Linked DNA regions of Mus musculus: regions 1, 2, 3, 4 and 6 are each linked to region 5. A link is a contact called in public Hi-C, HiCAR-type and promoter capture Hi-C data. All regions are on one chromosome and are shown on one strand. Each heading gives the region's core, a stretch centred on a gene start, on an enhancer-like site or on the middle of the called end of the contact. The rest is flanking DNA. Distances are from core to core; before and after follow the strand shown. Region 1 has its middle 62 kb from the start of Copb1. Region 2 has its middle 16 kb from the start of Rras2. Region 3 holds the start of Psma1 (proteasome subunit alpha 1). Region 4 holds the start of Rras2 (related RAS viral (r-ras) oncogene 2). Region 5 holds the start of Spon1 (spondin 1, (f-spondin) extracellular matrix protein). Region 6 overlaps Rras2 (related RAS viral (r-ras) oncogene 2).

Region 1 (2,700 bases), core at 160-2,659, 430 kb before region 5:
CTAGGAATAGAACTAGAAGTTCATCAATAGATAAAGAAAATATACACATAAACTGTAAAGGTTTATATAGCCATAAAGAAAAATGAAATCATGCCATTTGCCTAGGAATGCATAGAATGGGAAATTATAACACTCTAAGTAAACCAGAAAGACCCAGAATGATAAATAACACATCTCTCATATATGGTCCTACTTTTGAATCTTTATATGTTTGAAGGGAATGTGGGTCATGAAACTAGAAAGAGAACCTTGAAAGGGGAACTAGAAGGCAGAACGGGAGGGAGAGGGGGAGAGTCACAGAATGTATAGTATTTTATAGTATTTGGGAGGAGAGGAAGGGGAGGGGTAGAAAAATCAACAAATGCAAAGCATTCATGATGATGTAATAATGAACCCATTACTCTGTATGCTAATTTTAAAAGGCTGTTCTAGAAGGAAAGGCCTTCCTCATTCTGCTTCTTGCGTCTGTCCATTTGGTTTCTTTTGATGTTGTTTGAGACAGGTCTCTCTATAGAGGCTGTTTGTTCCTGGCTATCCTGGAACTCGCCATGTAGACCAGGCTGATCTTGAACCCACAGTGATCCACACCTGCCTCAGTTTCCTGGGAGTTGGGAGTAAAGATGTCGCCACCATTTGGCTTTTAATCACTTTATCCTTTAGACACAGGCAAAATTGCTTTTGTCATCCTGGCTTGTAACCAGATGTGATGACACCACCTTCAATCCCAGCAGTCAAGCAGGACTTCCAGGTCTTTGGGCTTAACACTGAGTTTCAGTCAATCTGGGCTACACAACAAGACTGTACCTATTGCTTATGATAGCAGCGTGTAGTGAATGCCTTTAGTGCGTCTCCAGGTGTCCACTTATGTGACTGGTGGTAAATTCATGCACTGTTTTCTATGAAACATAGTGTAATGTGCAGTGTTAGAATTATTCACTCCATTAAGGCAATGAAGCGGTAAGGTCTATATACATCAGCTTCCTTTGGAATTGTTTAAAATTTTTAACTTTTCATGTGCGGGGATGTTTGGGGTGTTTTGCCTGCATGTTTGTAGCTGCACCACAGGTGTGCCTGGTGACCACAGAGGACAGAAGAAAGTGTCGTGTTGTATTAATTATTATTCTGGAGGTTGCTACGGTCCCAGGTTATGCCCTCCACAGTGACCTCTTCTTCCTCTCTTTCTCTCTCTCCTTGTTCCCACCTCAGACCCCAAGCCTGGAAACCTCTACTCTGCCCTCTCTCTTCTGCCCAGCCCAGGTCTTAGGCATCTTTATTAACCAAACAGGAATAACTGGGGGTGGGAGGTGTTAGGGGGTGGCAAGGTTTACACAACAGAAGCTGGTGTAAGGATAGATCGCTGGGGCAACGATTCTTGGGATAGAGTATTTAGCATGTGAATACACAGCAGCACCAGACCAAGCCCCTACAGTGTCTGAGTCTCTGGGACGGGATTTACAGGAAGTTGTGAGCTACCACATGGGTACTGAGAACCAAACCTGGGTTCTCTGGAAGAACAGCCATGTTCTTATGTTCTTAACTTCTGAGCCAACTCTCCAGCCCCCACATCATCTTTTTTAAAAATGAAACACCCATTTGGAGGAATATACTAGTATATTAGTGACAAGGAACATATAATATGGGCTTTATCACTGGGCATGGTGGTGCACACCTTTAATCCCAGCACTTGGGGAGCAGAGGCAGGTGGATTTCTGAGTTCGAGGCCAGCCTGGTCTACAAAGTGAGTTCCAGGACAGCCAGGACTACACAGAGAAACCCTGTCTCGAAAAACCAAAAAAAAAAAAAAAAAAAAAAAAAGGTGGGGGGTGGGCTTTATCAAAACATGCAAACCAGGGCTGGCTACAGAGAGAGGATCCAGTGTTAACAGCACATATGGCTCTAGCAGAGGACCTGTGCGTGGGTCCCAGTGACTCCTCGGGTAGCTCATAGCCACCTGTAACTCCAGTGCCAGGGGATCCAATGTCCTCTTTTGGCCACCACAAGTACCTGCATGTATGCACAAATACCCATAAAAGAATATCGGTCCCCCGCCACACACACACACATATAAATAATTTTATTCTTAAAAATTAAAACAAATGAAGCAGGGCAGTGGTGGCACATATCTTTAATCCCAGCACTTGAGAGGCAGAAGCAGGTAGATCTCTGTGAGTTTGAAGCCAGTCTGGTCTACAGAGAGAGTCCCAGGACAGCCAGGGTGACATGAAGAAACCCTGTCTTGGAAAACAGGAAAAAAAAATTTTTTTTTAAAAATGACATACAAATTTAGCTGAAGGGAAAGAAAATGTATATGTGTAAGAAATTTACTGAAAAGACACTGGAAAAGTTGATAGAATCCGCCAAATTACGTGGTAACTAAAGGGAAGGAGGCATCAGGACAGCTGTAGGACTTGGGTGGCAGGAGCTGATGGGACCTCTCTTTAAAATGCAATAGCATTTTAAAGGGTTTCAGCTCAGGTTCCTTCTACCTCAGAGTCTTGGTTCTATGTTTCACATTCCCACTCCTGGATTCATTCTCTTCTCTTGATGAGATGGGAAAGAATTCAGGAGGTCCTCGCCCGATCCATCCATTGGCACAGACGCAAAGGGAGCAGCTAGCAAAGCAAAGGTGATTTATCACGTGTAAGCAAAAGTAAGGGCCGGAACAGGCTGTAGAGTAAGACTCAGTGTTCAATGAAATTT
Region 2 (2,700 bases), core at 115-2,614, 370 kb before region 5:
CTCATAACTGTAAGCTACTGCATATTCTGTTTGTAGCTTTCTCTATCTGTCCATTCAGACTACTCTAACAAGAGACCTTACATTTGGTAACAGAAACTGACTTCTGGAGATTGGGAAATCTGAGTTTAGGATTGCCCGGAGAGAGCTGTGCATCATGAGCTGTGATTCTGCGTCCTCCCAGATGGAAGGGCCAGGCAGGCTCCCTAGGCTCTTCATGGGGGGCACTAACCCCATTCACGAGCCCAGCACGCTCCTGCTCTTCTCATGGTGCAGCCCCTCGTTACCTCATCCCCTCCTAAAAGACTTCCAGCAAGGGCTCTAAGGGGTTAACCTTTCTCTAGGAACTCTCCCGCGCCAGAGGATGAACAGTCTCCCAGGAAGAGATGGATCTCACAGCTCTGATCATTTCTCTCGCAGCTAAATCTCCCCCTGGCCTTTTGTTTCATCATTTCTAGACATTTTATCACTGCTACAGGCAAGGTGAGGGAAGCTGAGAATTTCTATCTTTCCAGTTCTATCAGGACAGAACTAGATAAAATTTCATTTTCTTTTGCAAATTCTTGTCCCCTGGTTTTTTTTTTTTGTTTTTGTTTTTGTTTTTTTTGTTTGTTTTGTTTTGTTTGTTTTGGTAAGGTGTCGAATGGCACACCTCAGATTCCAGTAACAGATTCAGCTCACAGGGCATCAGATTTCAACAACAACAACAACAACAAAAATCTGGGGCGGATAGGTGCATTCAGATCAAGACACCCACCTTCTATTTTTGTTTTGTTTTTCTTCATAAGTAGATCTCTGTCTCTCTCTGTCTCTGTGTCTCTCTCTATGTATATGATATATATGATGTATGTATATGTGCATATGTATGTGTCTTGGTATGTAGCTCAGACTACACTTGAACTTCAGGGATCAAGCTGTTCCCTGCTAGCTTCCCAGGTAACGGCGACTACAGTCATACACACCAGGAAGAAAAGCCTTTTCCTTCCTTTCTCCTTCCCTCTCACTCTCTGTCTATCTTTCTTTCCTCTCTCTTTTTCTCCTTCCTTCCTTCCTTCCTTCCTTCCTTCCTTCCTTCCTTCCTTCCTTCTTTCCTTCCTTCCTTCCTTTCTCCCTCCCTCCCTCCCTCCCTCCCTCCCTCCCTCCCTCCCTCCATTCCTTGGGTGGTTTGCCTGCACGTACGTCTGTGCCTTGTGAGGTCAGAAGAGGTTGTTGGATCTCTGGAACTGGAGTTACAAATGGGTGTTGTTAGGTCTCAAACCCAGGACAAAAGGCTGAGGTGGCTATTTTACATATCAAATGGTCCTGGCCCCCAGGTTCTCCCAGCCTCCCTCAGTCCCTTCCTGTTGTAGGGTGCTCTGTGCCTATGCACTCCGACCCCTACCCTGAACTCTCAGGTCCCAGGGCTCACCTGCCCTTCCCCCAGCTGCTCTTTCCTATATAATCCAGTTGGTTCGGCTGCCTTAGTCCTTTACCCGCTTTACCCTTTGCCCTTTTGTTCTCCTGGTCTCCTGGCTCTTCTCCCCTCTCTTCACACAGTCTGGCCATGCTCACTCCGGACCCTTCCAGATGTCTCTGGCTGTACTCTTCCTCATATCTGTCTACAATGAACCTTCACCTCAACCTTTAGAGCAGTTCTAGCCTCCTTTTTATTTCTTTTTTTTTTCCATTCAGTTGGGAGCCACCGTGTGTGCTGAGAGCCGAATCCAGGTCCACTAGACGATCCGCCAGTGCTCTTAACTGCTAAGCCATCTTTCTAGCCCATAAAATCCATTTTTAATGGACATGGAACATTTGGTATGATGGTTATAATTTCACTGTTCCACTCTCCTCCTTTCCTCCACCCCCCTCCTCTTCCTTGAGAAAGAGGCTCATTCTGCCCAGACTGACCTGAAATTCACAACAAGGCTCCCCTTTAGGTTTTTTTGGAATCACAGGCACAGGCACTAAACTTAGCTTTGACCAAGCTTGTTATTGGACATCTAGTTTTCAACTTTTTAAAAAAAGATTTTATTTATTTATTTATTTATTTATTGTATATGATGAGTACACTGTAGCTGTCTTCAGACACACCAGAAGAGGGCATCGGACCCCATTACAGATGGTTATGAACCACCATGTGGCTGCTGGGAATTGAACTCAGGACCTCTGGAAGAACAGTCAGTGCTCTTAACTGCTGAGCCACCTCTCCAGCCCCCTAGTTTTCAACTTTTAAAAATAACTTTGCAGTGCTGGGAAAAATGGCTCAGAAGTTAAGAGCACTTAGCTGCTCTTCCAGAGATCTGGGTTCAATTCCCAGAATCCATATGGCAACTCACAACCTTCTTAACTCCAGTTCCAGGGATCTGATACCCTAATATAGACTTATATACAGGCAAAACACCAATGTACAAATATACATAAATAAAAATACATAAATTAAATTAAAACAAACAAATTTGCCAGTGCAGTGATATTGGTTGGTTAGCATTTTTTAGGTATGAGGGCAAGGATGGATGCTCTTTTTTTAATCCTCCTGGCAGCCAAGTCCTGGAAGTCTGGTGCCCTGTTGGCTCTGGTCAGCCTTCTGAGCTGGTGGCTTCCAAGGCAGTGTGCTGGAGATGTGCTTGAATCTGAGAGAAGCAAACTGGAATCCAGCGTGTGGCGTTCCCAGGCCATGCTGGGCTTTGCCTTTCTTGATCTTTGTTTCTTCTCTAGCAGACAAGC
Region 3 (2,700 bases), core at 119-2,618, 510 kb before region 5:
AAATATTTAAAAAAAAAAAAAGAAGTACAACATGTATGCACAAGCGTCACGGTAGCCGGAAGAGGTCCGATTCCCTAGAGTTGCAGAAGGTTGTAGACAGCACTCTGCAGTTCCACAACCATTTTTAAATGAGCATTTAATTTTCCCATTCATTCCAAATCCATTGTTCATTCAGCAATACAAATTATGTACCTAATATGTGCTAGGCACCGTGCTGGTGCTGCGAAAACAAAACAGCACTATCTATCAATTTAAAGTCAGAAATTTTTAAAAATAACAAGAGCCAGTGTTGGTGAATTTAAAGAACAAAGCAATCTAATTAACTGTTGAGAGCATATAAACGAGGGAGGGAGGGTGCAAACCCAGAGAGAGATGAGAAAAAGAAAAGCAAAAAGCATGATGGTTCAGAGGATTGCTATATTAGCTGCCAAGCTGTGAACCTGAGTTCAATCCCAGAATCCACGTGGCGCAAGGAGAGAACCACCAACTTCAAGTTGTCTTCAGACTCCCAAAAAAGGGTATGCAGGGACACAGACACACACACAAAACAAATGTAAAAACAAAAAATGTACATATATATACAGACATGAAAATATTTAGAATGTGATACTAATTACTGTGAACATAGACATTTAAATGATGTGTTACTCCGCCATCAAAGTTCAGATCCTTAAAGATCCTTACCTGACTCTGGGTACACGTTATTCAACAGAATTAGCAGTCTTGATTTCATTTGGGGATTAAACCAAAACATACTCTTTTAAAACTCGTAAGAAAACTCGCACCTTCCCCCTAGTGGCCTAATCTACCAGATACGGTATTTGGTTGTGGACAGCAGAAGATCAAGTGCCAGGACAGAAACCAGGTCCTACAATAGCAACTAATGATCATAAGTATCACGATCATGCGAGACCATGGAGCCTTTAAGGATGGGCTCTCCAAGTACTCAAGCATCTCAGGCCAGGAATATGAACACACACACACACACACACACACACACACACACTTGTTTTTTTTTTTTTTTTTTCTGCAGCCTCTTTCAGACACGCTGTTTCCCAAACCTCTCTGTGCACTGTGACAGATCTATGAGGGACCACCGCACCATCCCGAGCTAGGTGGCGACGTTCAACTGAGAGGACCGAGAGTTGGCGGGAATCTGCAATCCACTTGGGGATTAAAAAAAAAAAAAGCAAGGAAACTCTGGGCGTGACGTGAAGCCACGCCCCCCGCTTTCTCTGCGCATTGGCTTTCCCACCCCGGAGCTTCCTGCCAATCCCACGTTCTCAGCTTTCGCAGGCCCCGCCCACTTAAGGCTGGAGGGCGGGGCAGCGTTAGACGCCGATCCGTGGCTCTGGGATAGATTGCACTTCCTGCGTCGCCGCCGTCAAGACTCCGCAGGCTTCTTTGACGATCACCGAACCGTAGTTGGGGCCGTGTTCCTGTGTCCGCTGCTGGGTCAGGTTGTCGCTGCGCCGGAGCTATGGTGTGTTGAGCCCCGAGTCCTCGAAGGGTTTGGGGCTGAGGTACACTGACGTGGTCGGGGATCGGCCTCTGTTCCCTGGGGCGTGGGGCGGTGGGAGAGGGAGCTTACCTCACGGACAGTCTCCTACAGTGATTCAGCATCTGCGGCCTGGCCGGCGGGAAACGATCAGTAACCTGGGCGGCCTTTCGCTCAGCTTCTCCACCTTACGTGGGGTCCAGGCGCTCTCCCTCGCCCAGCCAGAGGCCCTCCCCTCTCAATTTACTTAGGTGGCCGATTTCAAGATGCCCTATGGTCCTTTGTCATCTGCATAGGAGGAAGGCTATAGGAATGGAGGGGTGCACCTGGCATCGCCTGCGCAGACCTGAGCCTGCAGTCAGGTCTTTAGACCAAATTCATCTTCCTTGTGGGTCTGTCTTAATCTGTCTCATTAGAATGCCGTCGGGAAAGACTCCATACAGTCACTTTGTTCTAAAAGGGGAAGTAATGGATTCAGGTTTACAGCACAGGGCCCTGAGCTGCTTCTGTGGAGTCTGCCATGCGAACTCTTGCCTTTTTTGCCATTATGAGTATTCTCCTAAGAGCCGATACACTTGCTTTAGTAATGACATTATGGCTGTAGTGGGTCTGCCACGGTAGCAATTTGTGCCCACCTCTTTACTGAGGATTTGTGTATATGTTAATTCATCCAGTGACAGGGTGCAGGTAGAGAGCTCAAAGTTAAACCAAACATAACTTTATTCATACTATAAAGATAAAAAAGGTATGTTGGAAGGTGTTATGGTACACGAGTTTAATCCCAGCACTTAGGAAGCAGAGAGGCAGAATTCTGTGAGTTTGAGGCAAGCCTAAGTCAAAGTTCCAGGACATCCATAGTGTAGAGACCGACACCAAAAAAAAAAAAAAAAAAAAAAAAAAGGAAGGAAGAAAAGAAGAAAAAAATATGTATAGTTGGTCATGATAGCAGACACCTGTAATCTGAGCACTTGGTAGGTTGAGACAGGACTTCAAGATCATTTTCCCAGGTATATAGGAAAAAGCCAGACTGGGCTTCATGAAACCTGTATCTCAAAGCTCTGCTGGAATATTGTGCTGAGAATTTTCAGAGAAAAGAAGAAACCTTCAAGCTCTGTTGGAATATTGTGCTGAGAATTTTCGGAGAAAAGAAGAAACCTTCAAAGATAGACATTTGAGTCAATGTACAGAAAAGGCCTTTGCCA
Region 4 (2,700 bases), core at 46-2,545, 350 kb before region 5:
CCCTGCCTGTGGGTCCCAAAGATCAGGTCGGTAGGCTTGCGGGTGCGCCATCCACTGGCTCGGGCCCTTATTTGAGAGCTTATTTGGAAGCTGAGGCACAGAGCTTAAGTTCCCATCGCTATGCCATTAGCAAAGCAGGCAGGATTTGAACCAGTGTACCCTCTGAGAAGACCACAGCCTCCATCTTACGTGGCCTCTATAGAGATATCCCTACCACATCCAAGTCACACACAGTGAGTTTCTATTTATATCTGCAAGCTTGTAAACTCCCCCGAGAACGTTCAAAACCACACAACAGAATGTGTCCTTTTGCCATCTCTGGCTTCTGCATATCATGGTTTTCTTTTCTCTCTTTCATTCTTCCTATCTTTTCAGACTAGGTCTCACTCTTCCAGCCCTGGCCTGGAACTCACTATGTAGGTCAGGCTGGCCTTGAACTCTTTGAGCTTCCAGAATACTGGAACTAAAGGCGTGGGTTACCACACACGGCTCAGCTTGGTTTTCTTTCCCTGGAATACTTTTCTCCCATTCACTCATCTGTTTACAAGATTATTCCTCGGGTCTTTGGGAAAACCTTCTCTGACTAGCCAGCTCTGGGGTAAGTGCACCTTGGACCTCAGTGCTGAGCAGCTGTTGTTCTTACAATTATGTCTCACAAGGTGCCTATTGTCCCGGCTGCCTCCTCCTCTGGACTCTAAGGGCAAGGGCCTGATCATGTTCGTAGAAGCTGTGCTAGCAAGGAACACGCTCCTCCTAAAAAACATGTCACCAACCTGCAAATTTCTCACGACCCTCATACACAATTATCACACATTTTTTCACACATAGACATAGGAACAAAGATGTTACGCCCCAGATCTGTCCACATGCACTGTGGCCCCGTGCAAGCTCAATCACTACCCACTCTCTCACTGTCACTAGACTATCATATGTTCAGGTACCGCTACAGGTCTCATTTTCTTCAATCGCTGCCTTATACTTTTTTTTTTTTTAAACAAATACAGTCACCATCTGCATTCCGAAAACAGGGTATGGAGTTGAGTGAATATGACAACAGTTCTATTTTTCATCCACGCCATCACAGGCTGTTTCTTTCATGAACACGATCCCTGATTTATGCAATCACTGTCACCGCCGTCCATCTTCCCGGTTTCTTCCTTCTCCTCCCGGTGCTCTGAGGGCAGGTCTGCAGGGTCTGCTGCCTAGGGCGCTCCAGAGTCTCCGCCTGGGCGGGCGCGGCCTAGCCCCGCCCCCTCATGCATATGTAGTACCCCAGCCCAGCGGCCCGGCCCCCAGACGGCCATTTGTAGCGGTGCCGAAGGCTGCGTTCGGCTGCGCTGCAGATCCGCGAAGAAGAGCGCGCTCCCTGGCCGCTGCGTCCTCTGCCCTGGAGCCTTCCCGGCTCTCCAGCGTCTCGGGCAACTCCCAGCCGGTCCGAGGGATAGCGCTCCGCGGCCCTCCAGGCCACTCACGGACCCCGCGCGCTCTACCGCCTGTAACCCAGCCGGCCGCACTCGTCCCCGGAGCCGGGCCTAGGGCGCGCGGCGGCCGGGCTGGGCTCGGGGCGTCCCGATGGCCGCGGCCGGCTGGCGCGACGGCTCCGGCCAGGAGAAGTACCGGCTCGTGGTGGTCGGCGGTGGCGGCGTGGGCAAGTCGGCGCTCACCATCCAGTTCATCCAGGTGCCTGGAGACGGCCTGCGGGGTGGCGGCGGCGGCGGGGTGGCGCTACCTGTGGCCGCGGCGACCCCGCCCGGGGCGCGCGGGTGCGGGGCTCCGGCGCGTGCGGTGCGCGCGGGTGCGGTTTGCGCGGGGCCAGGGCGCGCGGCTGCGAGGGCAGGAACAGTGAGGAGTCGGCGCTGCGCTCCTGCCCTGCGGCCACGGCGCCGCGCTACTGCCCGCCAGGCGCCCGGCGCGGCGTCCGGGGAGTCGGGCTTCTCAGGAATGTGGCCCGGAGGGCGGAGCTGGCCGGGTGGGAAGCGCAGTTCCACCTTATCACTGCGGTCAGGGCGGGAGCCCGCGGGTTGCAGCCGCGCCGCGGTGCCGGGCTTCCTGCCCTGAGGGCCGGAGTGGGGACCCCGCGCCTGCCTCGGTGGCAGCGCTGGCCCGGGCTACTTGGCGGCGGCTTCGCGCCGCCGGCTCCCAATAGTGTTTTCTCTTTGTGTGTGTTTGAGCTTCTCTTACAAGTAGTCTGTTTGGTGGTACGTCCGGGTGGGAGTGTTTGATCGTGCCCTAGGGAAATAATGGCTTCGAGGAAGTTAAAAATGTGCTTTGATAGGGGCGAGACCATTTCCTTGGAATTCCCGGTGCCTGCCTGCTTCGCGCTTAGGTGAAGTTTGGGGTGAGCCCCGCTAGGAGGGGACGAGTATGAGTTGTGTGTTGCACCCTTCTCCCCCCCCCCCCCTATTTTCTGTTTGCTGGAGGAGGAAAGTCGGGTTGTGGCAAAGAAAAGGAAGGTGAAATTTGTCTTTAGATTTTATTCTAGGTTAAGACGCCCGAGTGATTTTCCTTTCTCTTCTTTTTGATTTTTAAAAGCAAATGCAGATCTCCTTGCTTTTGTCACCCTGAAAGGCGTGGCATATGTTGGGAAGAGAGCGCAGGTACCCTGCTAAGTAACAAAGGTATTTTTACTGTATTAAAGAGGACGGGTAGCAAAATGTTTTTGTGTGTGTGTGTGTTTGTTTTGTTTCACCCATTTGTTGA
Region 5 (2,750 bases), core at 216-2,715:
GTGACTGGAGTCTTCAGGTGGGTGTGGGCCTAGCTGTTGGTCATGCCAGAAATCGCCCACCTGCTTGTACTGCCTTTCCCTGTGCTCTGAGCCCTACTCTCTACTGAGCTGCGTAAAGCTGGGCATCCCCAGGGCGCACAGCGTCTAGGCCGCCAGAATCAGAATCGCGTTCTGGGAATCCTGGGTCTGTTTTCTATCGTCACATTCCACCTTCCATTGAGAGACTACCCGTGTTGGGTTGTTTGTTTGTTTGTTTGTTTGTTTGTTTTTGAGGACCCTATTGCCATTGAAACCTGTCCTGGAAATCCAAGGGTCTCTGTCTTCTCCTGGGACATAAGAGAGTAATTCGGGGATCTTTCTGTGGACCCTTCAGGTTCCTCCTTCCCCTAACCTGAGACTGGTTAGGGACCCATCCAGGAAGTGAGAGTCCTGCTTGATCTAGAAGCTGGTATCTCTCCTTCGAGGATGAAAACCATGGGAAGAGATGCCCTACCTGGGACCCACCTGAGAGTACCCTCTTCCCCAGAGAGCGATAAGGAGAAATGTGTGTGTGTACTTCACTCTCGCCAACAGCTGGAGCGAAGTCGGGCTCCCTCCCAGCCAGGCTGGTGTGATGTGTGGCTCGGCTGTATTCCCCGGCTCGGGAACCCTGCGTTGGAGACCGGGGCTGTCTCTCCTGCCTGTAGCCTCCCCGACGGCCCCCTCCTCCCCCGACACTGTCTTGTTGGGTATAGTATAGAGCTGGCAGCTAAGGGGCTCAGGGCAGCCAGGTCACGGCCCCGGGCTGGGATGCGCAGACGTGGTACACTCGGGGACTGCGCTCCCGGCTCCAGCCTTGCTCGGGTCAGTGCCCTAGGGGTTCCTAGATCTCCGGTCCCCAACGCCATTCCACTCACCTCGGTAGCTGCTTCCTGGCTTATAGAAGTCAGGGTCGCCTTCCACGCGGAGGCTGAACTCCGTGTATCCCTCACGCCGTGTGCCCTGGGCGCGCAAGATGCGGCTGCAGTAGCCCTCCGACTTGGTCACTTTGTCCAGGGTCTCATCTGAGAAAGCTAGCGCTGCGGCCAGGGGCAGCGCGAGGGCCAGCAGCGCCGGACCCCGGCTAAGCCTCAGGGACACGGGAGACAGCCTCATCCTCGAGGGCCCCCCAACTTTATGCGGATGTTGCAGACCCTGTCAGGACACTCCTGCTCCAAGTGACGGGAGCTGCAGAGGCGAAACCTGGAGGAGCCCGGGTGGCGCTGGCGGTGGGGAGACCGTGCCCGCCTCGCTTTGGCGGCTGCGGAGCTGCGCTGCTCTGAGCGGAGCCGAGCAGCGGAGCTGAGGGGCGGGCGGTGGCGAAGGAGCGCGAAGAGGGAGGGCTGATTTGCGCCCGGATCCCCCAGCGCAGTGCTGTTTTGTTTCTGAGCTGGCGATTAGCGGGCGCTCTGGTGTTTGTTTTGTGAAGCTGGATTCCCAGGGTCTGGTGGGAGAGAGCCGGGATACGCAGACACGTGCTGGCTCAATCTACCCTGCCACCAACGAGGCTGCTTCCTCGGTATCCAGTTCCAGCTTGGGTCCTGTGGACCACAGTGCTCTGAGGAGGGAAAGCCTGCCAACTTAACTTTTGTTGCAAACCTACTCAGTGCCAGGCTGCGCTGCTGCAAGGTTTCCCCGCGGCGGCATCAGTCTACCACGTGCACTAGCGCCACACACCGTAATCATTTATTTATAGACAAGCAGATCCCCGCAGGCCACCTTTGCTGTGCTGGCCCGCTGCCTCTTACCAGGCCACCATATAACATATCACGCTAGAGGACCAGCAAGGAGCCCGAGACTTAGGCCCTGAGAGCAGCTGGCACAATGCCTTGGCCATAATTTTGAAGATTTTTTAAAATGTTTTTCTTTTAAAACAAGAGGAAAAGTTACTATTGAAGAAAATATTTTTTGCTACATATTAGTTTATTCAGCAGTGTATCTAAGCAATCATAAACTGTGAGGTTTTAAGAAGGAGGGGGCTTACAAAAATAAGTGTCTATTGCTTAGGAGCCTGGCCATTTTGAAATGTTCAAAGAAGGGCCTGTGTTTTCTTGGCTTAGATATTTAGTTCAGGCTCTTAGCCTCCAGGGACAGGTTTTTGGGAGAGGCCATAAGCCGGAATCTCTCTCAATGTCTCTCTGCCTCAGCCTTGTCATTTATCCATTGTGAGGTTAGGTCAGACATCCTTTCCAAGCGTGTTCCCTGCCCAGGAAGCATGGGGCAGGAGCGGGCGGCAGCTATTGAACCAGAGCTGTGTATGCCGAAATTTGGCAAAATCTCTCATGTGGAATACTTTGCCTCAGGAGACACCCTACTTGAAGATACCTGAATGCCATTGCTGCACACAAGCCTCCCCTGCCCCCAATGCCCTGAAAGGCTGCATTATTCTCCTTTATTCTTCCCAGGGCCTTGAATACTTCTCAAGTGCCTGCATCTAACAAGCAGTTTCGTCCACTTTCCAGACTCGCCTTTCCTCTTCCTCTTAGATTACAAACAGCCCAATAGAGCCATCAATACTGGAAATTCCATTCCTCACCCCATCCACTAACCACTGATCCCTCAGTCCTATGGTGTGACTTGTACTACCACCGTCAACTGGATGCTATCTTTCAGAAGTCACTGAGGAATAAGCCTTGTGGAAGGCCTTGTGTACTTCTCAGCCTTAGGAGAAAGCATGAGAACTGGACCTCAGCCTCTGATCCAACAGACCAGCTCTCTCCTATGTGCATCTT
Region 6 (2,700 bases), core at 184-2,683, 310 kb before region 5:
CTCAGCACTACATGCTTACATTATAGGCATGTGCAGATAAACATGACTAATTCTTATTCTTAAAAATTTATTCAGGGTTTATGTATTATCTATTGAAATAAAAATACAAAAATTACTATGAATTTAAAACTTAAAATTTTTTGGTTATGTTTTCTGTGTGTTTGTGTGTGGAGAGAGACAGAGACAGAAAGAGAGAGGAAGGGGGCTGGTGAGATGGCTCAGTGGGTAAGAGCACCCGACTGCTCTTCCGAAGGTCCGAAGTTCAAATCCCAGCAACCACATGGTGGCTCACAACCACCCATAATGAGATCTGATGCCCTCTTCTGGAGTGTCTGAAGACAGCTACAGTGTACTTACATATAATAAATAAATAAATCTTTAAAAAAAAAAAAGAGAGAGAGGGAGAGAGAGAGAGAGGAAGAGAGAGAGAGAGAGAGAGAGAAAGATAGAGATAGGTTGAGGCAGCTCATGAGAGTTGATTCTTTCCTTCCACCCTGTGGTACCAGGGATTGAACTCAGGTCTTTAGATTTGGTGGCAAAAGCCTTTTCCCACAGAGCCATTTCTTTGGCTCTGATAGCTTTTATTATGTTACATGAAATAGGCCATTGACCTACTGTTGCCCATTGCCTGCTAACTATTATGTCAGCTCCAAAAGATAAGTAGGTGGCTGTACAGGAACAAATGGTTTGTAAATGTGATTAGTGGGTTCGTGTGTAGCTGTGTCGTTGGTAACAGAGTTCAGCTTGTCTCATCCCCAAATGGTTTATCTGTATGAACAGTGCTTGTGGCCATCATGGCCCCCTCCCTCCTGTGCAGTTTTCAAGCTGCACGCAGAATGTTTGTGTCATCTTGTCCACTCAGGTGTGAATAACCTGTCTAACAGGTTAGGATCATGGAGGGACGGGGAGGAGACAGGAAGGGACTAAAAGGAGCTTCATAAGGCAGGCCTGCTCAGGAGCTCACACCATGAACTTGTGATTTGCCCCCGAGTGATTTTTCTTCCATGGAGAATGGAGCTCTTTTTTTTGTTTTGACCAGAACATTACTGATAATTCCTTTTTAATTCAGACTGTTTGGGAGAGGGGCCAGTGCTGAGGGTTGATTTCAAGGCTCTGAGTGCTCCTTCACTCGGTGCTTGGCCGCCAAGCTACACCGCCAGCCCAGAGTTTGCTTTCCTTAAGGTGACCTGGCTTGCTGCAGTGTGCTAGATTTACCCCGGAATATTTCACCTGCTACTGCTGGGTGAGATTGAGGGGTCCGTGGGGAATTGTTACTTTTAATTTGGGAACAGAGGCGGGTGTTAGGTGACAGCCGGTATTAGGTGACATGGTGCTAAGAATGTTGTTTTTAGAAGGAAGCAGAAGCTTGGGAAGAGCCATGAGGAGGGGAAAGGAGAGCAGCAGAGGCTGGGTGGGCAGGAGGCTCCTCCTCCATCGGGCTGGCTCTGCACTTGGGGAAAGCCAGACTCCTACTTTCTGCTTCCTCTTAGGCCTGGAAGCTGATACTGCCTCAGGACTGTATGTCTTGTGTTCTGGACTATGGGGACAACCACAGCCTAGAAAAAAATTCCCTGGGGAAACAAGACTCCTCTAACTGACGTAGAAACACACTCTGCAGCAGAGCAGGCTCGTCATGCACTGGGCTGGGCTTCTTGGTGGTATAGTATAACTAGTCCGTTCACCCCCAGCCCCAGGTCGTGGTGGGGGCTGTGCACAGGAGCTGATGGTCTACAGAGTGACCTCGAGTCCCTTCACACCCTGCTGGCGTTAGGCGGTCTGGGACAATTAGTGTTTACCAGAGGTCTCAGTTTTTTAAATAAAATAAACTAAAGGGGTTCCGGACTTAGTGCCCTAGGGCGTTTATTATGACCATATCTGTAATTCATTCATTCATTCATTCATTAAAAATATAATTGCTTGAGGAATATCAATCACATGGGAACATTTGACAAAGGTTAGAGAGGGCGGTGTGAGAACAAAGGTTCTCTGTGCCCTGACAGCTGCTGCTACAGAGAGACTACTACAGGAGGCTGCTCTGCCCACAGCTGCCTGTGGCTGAGGTGCTGGTGTCTCCAGAGGAATTCCCACTGCATTTGTTTAGTGACTAGAGACTGCTGATGGCTAAGTGTCCTCACCAGCTCAGGGAAGTGGGTTCCTGGCTCCCCATCACTGATGGCTTTCCCCACCGCCGTATTTTGAGATTGTGGCTGTGTCCAAGATGGCAAGGCCCTTACTATGGGGAAGTAAGGTGTGTGAGCTGTGCTATGGAGTGTCAGGTCTAGAGCTGCCTGGCCCGGGGAGTTCATGGTGGGATTTTTTTAAACTGGAACAAAAATCTGTTTAATTTTATTGAAGTCCCAAAGATGGAGAATAAAGCTTGTGGTGCCCCATTCTCCTCATTCCAAGGACATCGCACGCTTAGGTCACACTCATCTCCAAGGAAGTGTTCAAAGTTCAGGGTTCTAATAAGAAAGCTTGCAGAGAGCTGCGATGTGTTCTAGGTGCCTTCTTTCCATTTCTAGGGAGTACACGAGAGACTTCTTCCGTGTGTGTGTGCATTTGTGTGTGTGCATGCGTGCACATGTGCATGTGCGTTTGTGTGTGTGTGTCTCCCAGTTCTCTCTTGAGGCCAAGAAGAGGGTGTCGGATCCCCTAGAGTACTGGTTCTCAACCTTCCTAATGCTGTGGCTGACCCCCAAC

The links. Promoter capture Hi-C pulls out the DNA fragments that hold promoters and counts their contacts. Hi-C and Micro-C count contacts between places; a contact is called where the count stands out from the background. HiCAR-type assays count read pairs that join an accessible place to other places.
Region 1: a contact with region 5 is called in a promoter capture Hi-C map of stem cell-derived epiblast-like cells, with 5 times the contacts expected there. The contact joins the enhancer-like site here to the promoter of Spon1 in region 5. A contact is called at or near these places in 6 of 39 promoter capture datasets (embryonic stem cells, hippocampal neurons, liver and 2 more), 27 of 484 Hi-C or Micro-C datasets (B cells, LSK cells, Th2 cells and 13 more), 5 of 115 datasets of contacts at active chromatin or transcription factors (embryonic forebrain, embryonic stem cells, large pre-B cells and 1 more) and 1 of 9 other capture datasets (embryonic stem cells).
Region 2: a Hi-C map of embryonic stem cells shows a contact between it and region 5, with 4 times the contacts expected there. The contact joins the enhancer-like site here to the promoter of Spon1 in region 5. A contact is called at or near these places in 3 of 39 promoter capture datasets (hippocampal neurons, liver and stem cell-derived epiblast-like cells), 8 of 484 Hi-C or Micro-C datasets (differentiating embryonic stem cells and embryonic stem cells), 5 of 115 datasets of contacts at active chromatin or transcription factors (T-cell acute lymphoblastic leukemia, embryonic stem cells and stem cell-derived neural progenitor cells) and 1 of 9 other capture datasets (embryonic stem cells).
Region 3: a Hi-C map of pro-B cells shows a contact between it and region 5, with 3 times the contacts expected there. The contact joins the promoter of Psma1 here to the promoter of Spon1 in region 5. A contact is called at or near these places in 2 of 39 promoter capture datasets (cranial neural crest and embryonic stem cells), 5 of 484 Hi-C or Micro-C datasets (cardiomyocytes, embryonic stem cells, large pre-B cells and 1 more) and 5 of 115 datasets of contacts at active chromatin or transcription factors (T-cell acute lymphoblastic leukemia, embryonic stem cells and large pre-B cells).
Region 4: a contact with region 5 is called in a HiCAR-type map of astrocytes, with 2.7 times the contacts expected there. The contact joins the promoter of Rras2 here to the promoter of Spon1 in region 5. A contact is called at or near these places in 3 of 39 promoter capture datasets (hippocampal neurons, liver and stem cell-derived epiblast-like cells), 6 of 484 Hi-C or Micro-C datasets (adipose-derived mesenchymal stem cells, differentiating embryonic stem cells and embryonic stem cells), 3 of 115 datasets of contacts at active chromatin or transcription factors (astrocytes, embryonic stem cells and stem cell-derived neural progenitor cells) and 1 of 9 other capture datasets (embryonic stem cells).
Region 6: a promoter capture Hi-C map of stem cell-derived epiblast-like cells shows a contact between it and region 5, with 3 times the contacts expected there. The contact joins the enhancer-like site here to the promoter of Spon1 in region 5. A contact is called at or near these places in 3 of 39 promoter capture datasets (hippocampal neurons, maxillary cranial neural crest and stem cell-derived epiblast-like cells), 2 of 484 Hi-C or Micro-C datasets (both in embryonic stem cells) and 7 of 115 datasets of contacts at active chromatin or transcription factors (embryonic basal ganglia, embryonic stem cells, large pre-B cells and 1 more).

What each region holds. Positions count from the first base shown.
Region 1 is chr7:114,191,495-114,194,194 of GRCm38.p6, reverse strand. No RefSeq gene overlaps it. Among named protein-coding and RNA genes, the nearest start is that of Copb1, 62 kb to the left of the region's middle. Within about 2 kb of position 1,409, at least 25 of the 459 cell types and tissues checked have an H3K27ac peak or open chromatin away from gene starts, as enhancers often do. A contact at or near this core is called in B cells, embryonic stem cells and stem cell-derived epiblast-like cells, where this site is marked.
Region 2 is chr7:114,132,800-114,135,499 of GRCm38.p6, reverse strand. No RefSeq gene overlaps it. Among named protein-coding and RNA genes, the nearest start is that of Rras2, 16 kb to the right of the region's middle. Within about 2 kb of position 1,364, at least 15 of the 459 cell types and tissues checked have an H3K27ac peak or open chromatin away from gene starts, as enhancers often do. A contact at or near this core is called in differentiating embryonic stem cells, embryonic stem cells and stem cell-derived epiblast-like cells, where this site is marked.
Region 3 is chr7:114,274,784-114,277,483 of GRCm38.p6, reverse strand. It overlaps Psma1 (proteasome subunit alpha 1), which reads left to right and starts at 1,368. Exons shown (of 10, transcript NM_011965.2): 1 at 1,368-1,483. The coding sequence starts at 1,481.
Region 4 is chr7:114,116,376-114,119,075 of GRCm38.p6, reverse strand. Rras2 (related RAS viral (r-ras) oncogene 2) reads left to right here and starts at 1,295. Exons shown (of 6, transcript NM_025846.2): 1 at 1,295-1,680. The coding sequence starts at 1,573.
Region 5 is chr7:113,764,713-113,767,462 of GRCm38.p6, reverse strand. It overlaps Spon1 (spondin 1, (f-spondin) extracellular matrix protein), which reads right to left and starts at 1,465. Exons shown (of 16, transcript NM_145584.2): 1 at 897-1,465. The coding sequence starts at 1,134.
Region 6 is chr7:114,070,909-114,073,608 of GRCm38.p6, reverse strand. The region is part of intron 1 of Rras2 (related RAS viral (r-ras) oncogene 2); the gene reads left to right. Among named protein-coding and RNA genes, the nearest start is that of Gm51454, 36 kb to the right of the region's middle. Within about 2 kb of position 1,433, at least 119 of the 459 cell types and tissues checked have an H3K27ac peak or open chromatin away from gene starts, as enhancers often do. A contact at or near this core is called in embryonic stem cells and stem cell-derived epiblast-like cells, where this site is marked.